Regions from separate parts of the Gossypium raimondii genome. Here region 1 is linked to region 2. A link is a contact called in public Hi-C data. All regions are on one chromosome and are shown on one strand. The core of a region is the stretch at or near the end of the contact, and the rest is flanking DNA. Distances in the headings are between cores, read along the strand shown. Region 1 holds the start of LOC105784664 (40S ribosomal protein S8). Region 2 holds the start of LOC105784678 (U-box domain-containing protein 9).

Region 1 (3,050 bases), core at 16-2,515, 250 kb after region 2:
GGTTAAGTAGGAAATTTTAGTGTACTCACTAAGTTTTTTGAGCTTAACGCACTAGTGATTTAAATGTGTAGGTGGAAGACCTTTTTTTGTGAAGCTAGAGATCATGTCTTTGAAGGATCACATTCCTGAGTGAGGTTTGAAAGACTTAGAGAATTTAGTTTTATATTCCTATTAAAAGAGTTTAAAATATTATGTACATATACTAAGTGTATTTATATTAAGTTTGTAAGTTTTGAAAAGTTTTCATTATATGTATGATGCATTTAACATTTTCAAGATGAGTTGTGGCGTTGATTTAATTTGACTGTGTTTTTAAAATGAGTTTGTGTTCAAATTAGTGTTTATAATGTTTCAAAATGAATTGGAACTTAATGGTATGATTTCTTGATGTTTGGGGATGTTATAAAGTGTTTTCAAACTAATTTTAGGTCCTCTGCACCCATGTATCGATACTTTGGAGTTTGGTATAGGTACTTGCAAGCCAGTAGTTAAAAAATTACAATAGATAGGCCAAATCTCAAGACTTATAGCCCAAGTATGGAGACTTTTGCTCTACTGTACTTGCACAACTTGTGTTTCTAATCATTTTAGGCTCCTAACCTAGTTTTATATTTTGGGCATGTCCAAATAATTAGGAAAGATTTTAAAAATGTGTTGAAAGCTTTGCATATGTTTAAAATTGTTTTAAGATATTTTATTAAGTTGTGAAATTGATGTTTTATAAAAAAAATTAGAAAAATAGAGAGAGTGTTAACATGACATCACTTATACGTGTTAGTCGTTGAATCGGGTAAAGAGTGTTACATTTACTCATTCTGATTTAAGTCATACTTACATTTTCTCCACCTTACAAAATACTACCTTTTGTTGAGCTCAGTGTTACAAAATTTGCTACAATTTTTTTTACCTTCTCCCCATACGTTCTATTCACTTATTTACAATGCTTTAATTGAATTCTCTCCAATAGTAGAAATGCTTTATTGTAAATCATTTCACTATTTAAAATTTTTCATTAATTAACTAAAACTTAAAAAGGAAACTCGGAATTTTGTCTCATATAAATCATCAAATTAAGATTCTCAAAATAATTATTTTTATTTAAAAGATTGAGCTCAAATTCATTATTTGATTTTTTAAAATAAATTAATATCAGTATCTTTTTAGCCATATCAGTGATTTGGCCTAAGAAAATCATAATTTTGATACGATACATGCATAAATTTGACTAGAAGTAGAACCTTTGCCTGTAAAGAATAAAAATTGACTAGGACCGGACCGGACCGAACACAACAATAAATCCATTTAATTACAACTTATGGAAACGCAGCATATAAACGGGCAGAGGTAGGGTTTTAGCTGGTGCAGTGGCTGTGAGCGTAAGACGAAAGAGAGCAATTGAAACAGTTCTTTGCGCCGCTCAGCCAACATGGGTAACTTCGATCTTTACCTGCCTCCTTCCTTTTCTCACTTCCTAACTCTCAAAACTTGTACCTTCATTTTCTCTTTACTATCATCTCCTCAATATGGGTTCTTTTCAATCTTTGACTCAGGTATTTCCAGGGATTCCATGCACAAGAGGCGTGCCACTGGTGGCAAGAAGAAGGCTTGGAGGAAGAAGCGAAAGTATTTTCTTCTTAACTTCTCTACCCATTTCCTTTTTTACATTTTCGTTTGTTTTTGCTCGATTTGTTCTCTTTTGTTTTTTTATTTTGTTCTTGTTTTTTTAAAAGTTAATCTGCTAAATGAATTACAATGAGAATACCCTTTCCTTGAACCTTATGCAAATGAGATAAGATGGATGGAATATATGGTCTTTCTTATGGATATTGAATGCTGAATTAGTTAGATTTGTTTTAGTTTTGGGTATTGGGTCATTCAAAAGCTTTTGATCATGGGTATTATAGATTGAGTGGGTATAGAAAAGAAATATGGAGTGAGCTTTAAGTTCAGTTCGTTATTAGAAACTGTAAAGAGCATCTTCATTCAGGAGCTGTATAAGCTAATTTATGAGATTTATTTCTAAATGATAGTGTTAGGAAGGGTTGCTTGCCCTTTCTCAGGGGTGTGGTGTAATTAGATAGACCTTAGGTTACGTTGGACTCCTAATTGATACAGGTATATGCTTATACATGGAAGGTTTATGTGCGTGTGTTGAGTGTTGCAATGGTCATCATGGAGGGTCTAATGTTTGACCTCTTTCTTGAAGGGGGAACTGAGAGGTCTGTTGTTTGAGTTTGTTGGGGAGTGCATTAGGGTTCAATTCTTTTGGGAATAGTTTCATTCAGTTTGTATTTTGTTGGTTTGCTTTTATCTAAGTTGCTAATTTTTATGTTTTTGGCGGCTTTTGAAAGGTATGAACTTGGTCGTCAGCCAGCAAATACTAAGCTCTCTAGCAACAAGACTGTAAGGAGAATCCGTGTTAGAGGAGGCAATGTGAAGTGGAGGGCATTGAGATTGGATACAGGCAACTATTCATGGGGTAGCGAAGCTGTCACCCGCAAGACCCGTATTCTTGATGTGGTATATAATGCCTCAAACAATGAGCTTGTCAGGACACAGACCCTCGTAAAGAGTGCTATTGTTCAAGTGGATGCTGCTCCCTTTAAGCAATGGTACCTTCAACACTATGGTGTTGATATTGGGAGGAAGAAGAAGACAGCAGCTAAGAAGGAAGCTACTGAGGTAGAAAGATTTCAAATGATTCCTTTTTCTTCTCAAAATTATTGGTTGCAGTTTAAGTTCCAACTGTTTAAACCCTGCATGGGTAACTTTAGTCAATGTAATTCTTGTGGTTGGTTTTGAGTATTGTTACTGATTCTACATCATAAACTGTAGGACGGAGAAGTTGCTGCCGAGGAAACTAAGAAGAGTAACCATGTGCTAAGGAAGCTTGAGAAGCGCCAGAAGGAACGTACACTTGATGCTCACATTGAAGAACAATTTGGCTCTGGTAGATTGTTGGCATGCATTTCTTCCCGGCCAGGTCAATGTGGCAGAGCTGATGGGTATGTTTGTGGGAATCATAAAGCTCATAAGGTTTTTTTCTATCA
Region 2 (2,867 bases), core at 72-2,571:
GTCAGGATGAACACAGCTCTCAGATTTGCTCCCGGAGAGCGGGGTGAGCAGTTGAGGAATGGCATCGACAGATTCACCAAAAAGTGCACGGAATGAAGGCATCTTTTTCGTCAACATCCGAAGCTCCTTTGCTGCTTCCTTCTGTTGAGGAAGCGCAGCACACAACTTGTCAAGCAAAGAAAAGAAACGATCACGCTCTGCTTCCGTGACCCCCTCCTCTTTCCCATCCATAACAGGGTTCGGCAATTCTATTCCCTGACTCTTGCTCCACTGCGATATCATATCCCTGATTAGATTATTCGGAGTTAGAATCGTGTGTGAAAGAACCTGTTCGGTCTGAGGGCAAGTCCTATTCCCCGCATTCAGCCATTTCTGTATAAAGGGTCTGTCGTATGTCTGCACATCAGAAAATGAAACCAAATCAGGTATCAAGACAGACAAAACAGACAGAATTCATCAAAGCTTAATGCAAACTACAACAATAGATCCAAAGGCAGGAACTCGACTCCATGGACATCAAATTAAAATAAAAAAACTAGTAAAACCAATCATCTTAGAAGGATTTTGCGATTCATCCATTTGCTTTCCCAAATAATTCGATTCTCTAACACCCATAATGCTATTAATATACAAAGAAAAACAAACCAAATCATATCGCATCAAAGAATTGTAATCTTTAAATAGCTGAGAGACTAGAATAAATACTCACACTGTACTTTGTAATCTTTAGTCTCAACTAATTACATCAAAATCACTCTTAAATGATGATAATTTTCTTACTAAAACAGAAATGCAGAAAAGGAAATTCACTTTAAATGATATAATCTGAGGACAAAACAAATATACAATTATAAAATAAATAAACTAAATCTCACCTAAATTATCTCAATTTGTGTTCCTTTCGATCTTCAATAACAATTCAAAATTTTCATAAATATTTAAAAAAAAAAAACAACAACAACAACAAGAACAAAGGTGTGTACCTGGCCAGAAGCTAAAATGACAGGATCTCTCATAAGCTCTTTAGAAAGAGGACATTTAAACTCCTCAGGACAGGACAGCGCTTCGTGTAACTTCAGGGACGAGGTCGTAGTGGTGGTGGGCACCGTCGATCTTTTATTGAACTTAAGTTCTCTCAAAGCGCAAAGAGCATCTTTAGCTTGATCGACGGTGTGGATGGTGTAATCCTCATCGTCGACGATAGTCTTAACCAGCCTCTGCAATTCTTTCTTCAATTCCACCGCTCTCGCTCTAACCGTTGGATCAGAACTCAACAACCCCGTTTTCGCCATCTGATTCTCCCCCACCCCCGCCACCCCCAACCCCCCAAAAAAAACCAAAATCAGAAAGCCGTTAATTATTAACAAAAAGAAAAAAACCAGACAATGAGAACACTCTGTTTCATTTGTTTTCTTAACTCAATTCCAAACTAATTTCCAGTTTAATTTTGGGGGTGAACTGAGAGAAGACGAAGAACAAGCAAAGACAAAGTTCAAACTTGTCACTTATTACTTTTTCTCTCTCTCTCTCTCTCTCTCTTTATTTATTTGTTTTCTTTTTTTTAATATTGTGGGAAATCTGTTTGTTTCTTTCCAAACACGCCGCTTAATGAGTTTCAGGTCATCTTACCGTTCTGTCATATTTAAAGGATCATTGTTTTCAATCCAAGGCCTAGATTTGACCACGTCACTGTTTTCTTTCCATATACACACAAAAGAACGACATAATAAATAAAGAAATATAGAGAGTTAAAAGAATTTTCTTTTGTGGCCAAATAAAGTAATGGGAGAGACAAGGAGAGCTGAAATAAAGCTAATTTTTATAATTTTATTTTCGGTATCAAAATAAAAATTTTCTAATTGCCACTTCTCTTAACAACTATTTTATTTTATTCCCTCAATTTTAATAAGTTTTTTATCTTGGTCACTCCGTTAATTTATTATTATTGTATACTCATTTTGTATCTAACTTTAATAAGTTTTATTTTAATCACTCATTTACTTTTTAAAATTAATTTGATTTTTTTTTGTGAAAAATGATAAACAGAAATACAACTTAACAACTACTAAAAGACTCTAAAAGCTTTGTCTTGTTGGATAGCCGTAACTACCAAATCAGGAGGTATTTTAAATATCTGAAGGGAAGCCTACCAAAAGAGACTAATCTTTGCCAATTGATCTGCAATTAAATTACACTCCCTAGGAACATACTTAATTTCCCACTGACCTTTAGAGCGCAAAAACCGTTTAACTCTTCTGAGCAAGGTAATACTGGAGTCCACTGACTCCTCCATGGACAAGGCCCTAACCACCTCAAAGTTATCTGTCTAAATCCTGACTTTCTTATAGCCCTTATGTAATAAAATGAGAATTCCATCAAGAATACCCCAAAGTTCTGCTCCAAAGGCGAACATTTGCCCAAATAATGATTGAAGCCCAAAATCCAATTGCCAACCCGATCACGAACCACCCCACCTGCGAAAGCATTTCCGGAAGCTTTAGCCACTGCTCCATCAGAAAATAAATAGACTCAATTGTCTTCATAATGAGAATGAAATTCCGAATTTGGTGAGTTAGGCTTGACCCCATTTAGAAAAGATTTAAACTGTTGGGCCCAACTGAGAGAGACTTTTACAATTTCATAAGCCGTCTAATTGATGTTTTGGAAGATGAAAAGATTTTTGTTCTTCCAAATTCTCCAAGCAATTACTTTTCAAGCCATCAAATTAATTTGATTATACTTCGTAACAAATTACTTAGGTTTTTACATGAAATTGAGTAATTCAACTTTGAAGGGATTTTTTTCTTTTTTGTAATTCAATTCTCTATAATAAAAAACTAGGTTTTCCCTAAAAAGAACTCAAGATT

Evidence for each region. Hi-C and Micro-C count contacts between places; a contact is called where the count stands out from the background.
Region 1: a contact with region 2 is called in a Hi-C map of leaf, with 3 times the contacts expected there. The contact joins the promoter of LOC105784664 here to the promoter of LOC105784678 in region 2. A contact is called at or near these places in 2 of 2 Hi-C or Micro-C datasets (both in leaf).

What each region holds. Positions count from the first base shown.
Region 1 is chr7:22,600,703-22,603,752 of ASM2569854v1, forward strand. It overlaps LOC105784664 (40S ribosomal protein S8), which reads left to right and starts at 1,266. Exons shown (of 5, transcript XM_012610563.2): 1 at 1,266-1,430; 2 at 1,551-1,623; 3 at 2,352-2,682; 4 at 2,836-3,005. The coding sequence starts at 1,427.
Region 2 is chr7:22,351,984-22,354,850 of ASM2569854v1, forward strand. LOC105784678 (U-box domain-containing protein 9) reads right to left here and starts at 1,322. Exons shown (of 2, transcript XM_012610586.2): 1 at 984-1,322; 2 at 1-396. The coding sequence starts at 1,292.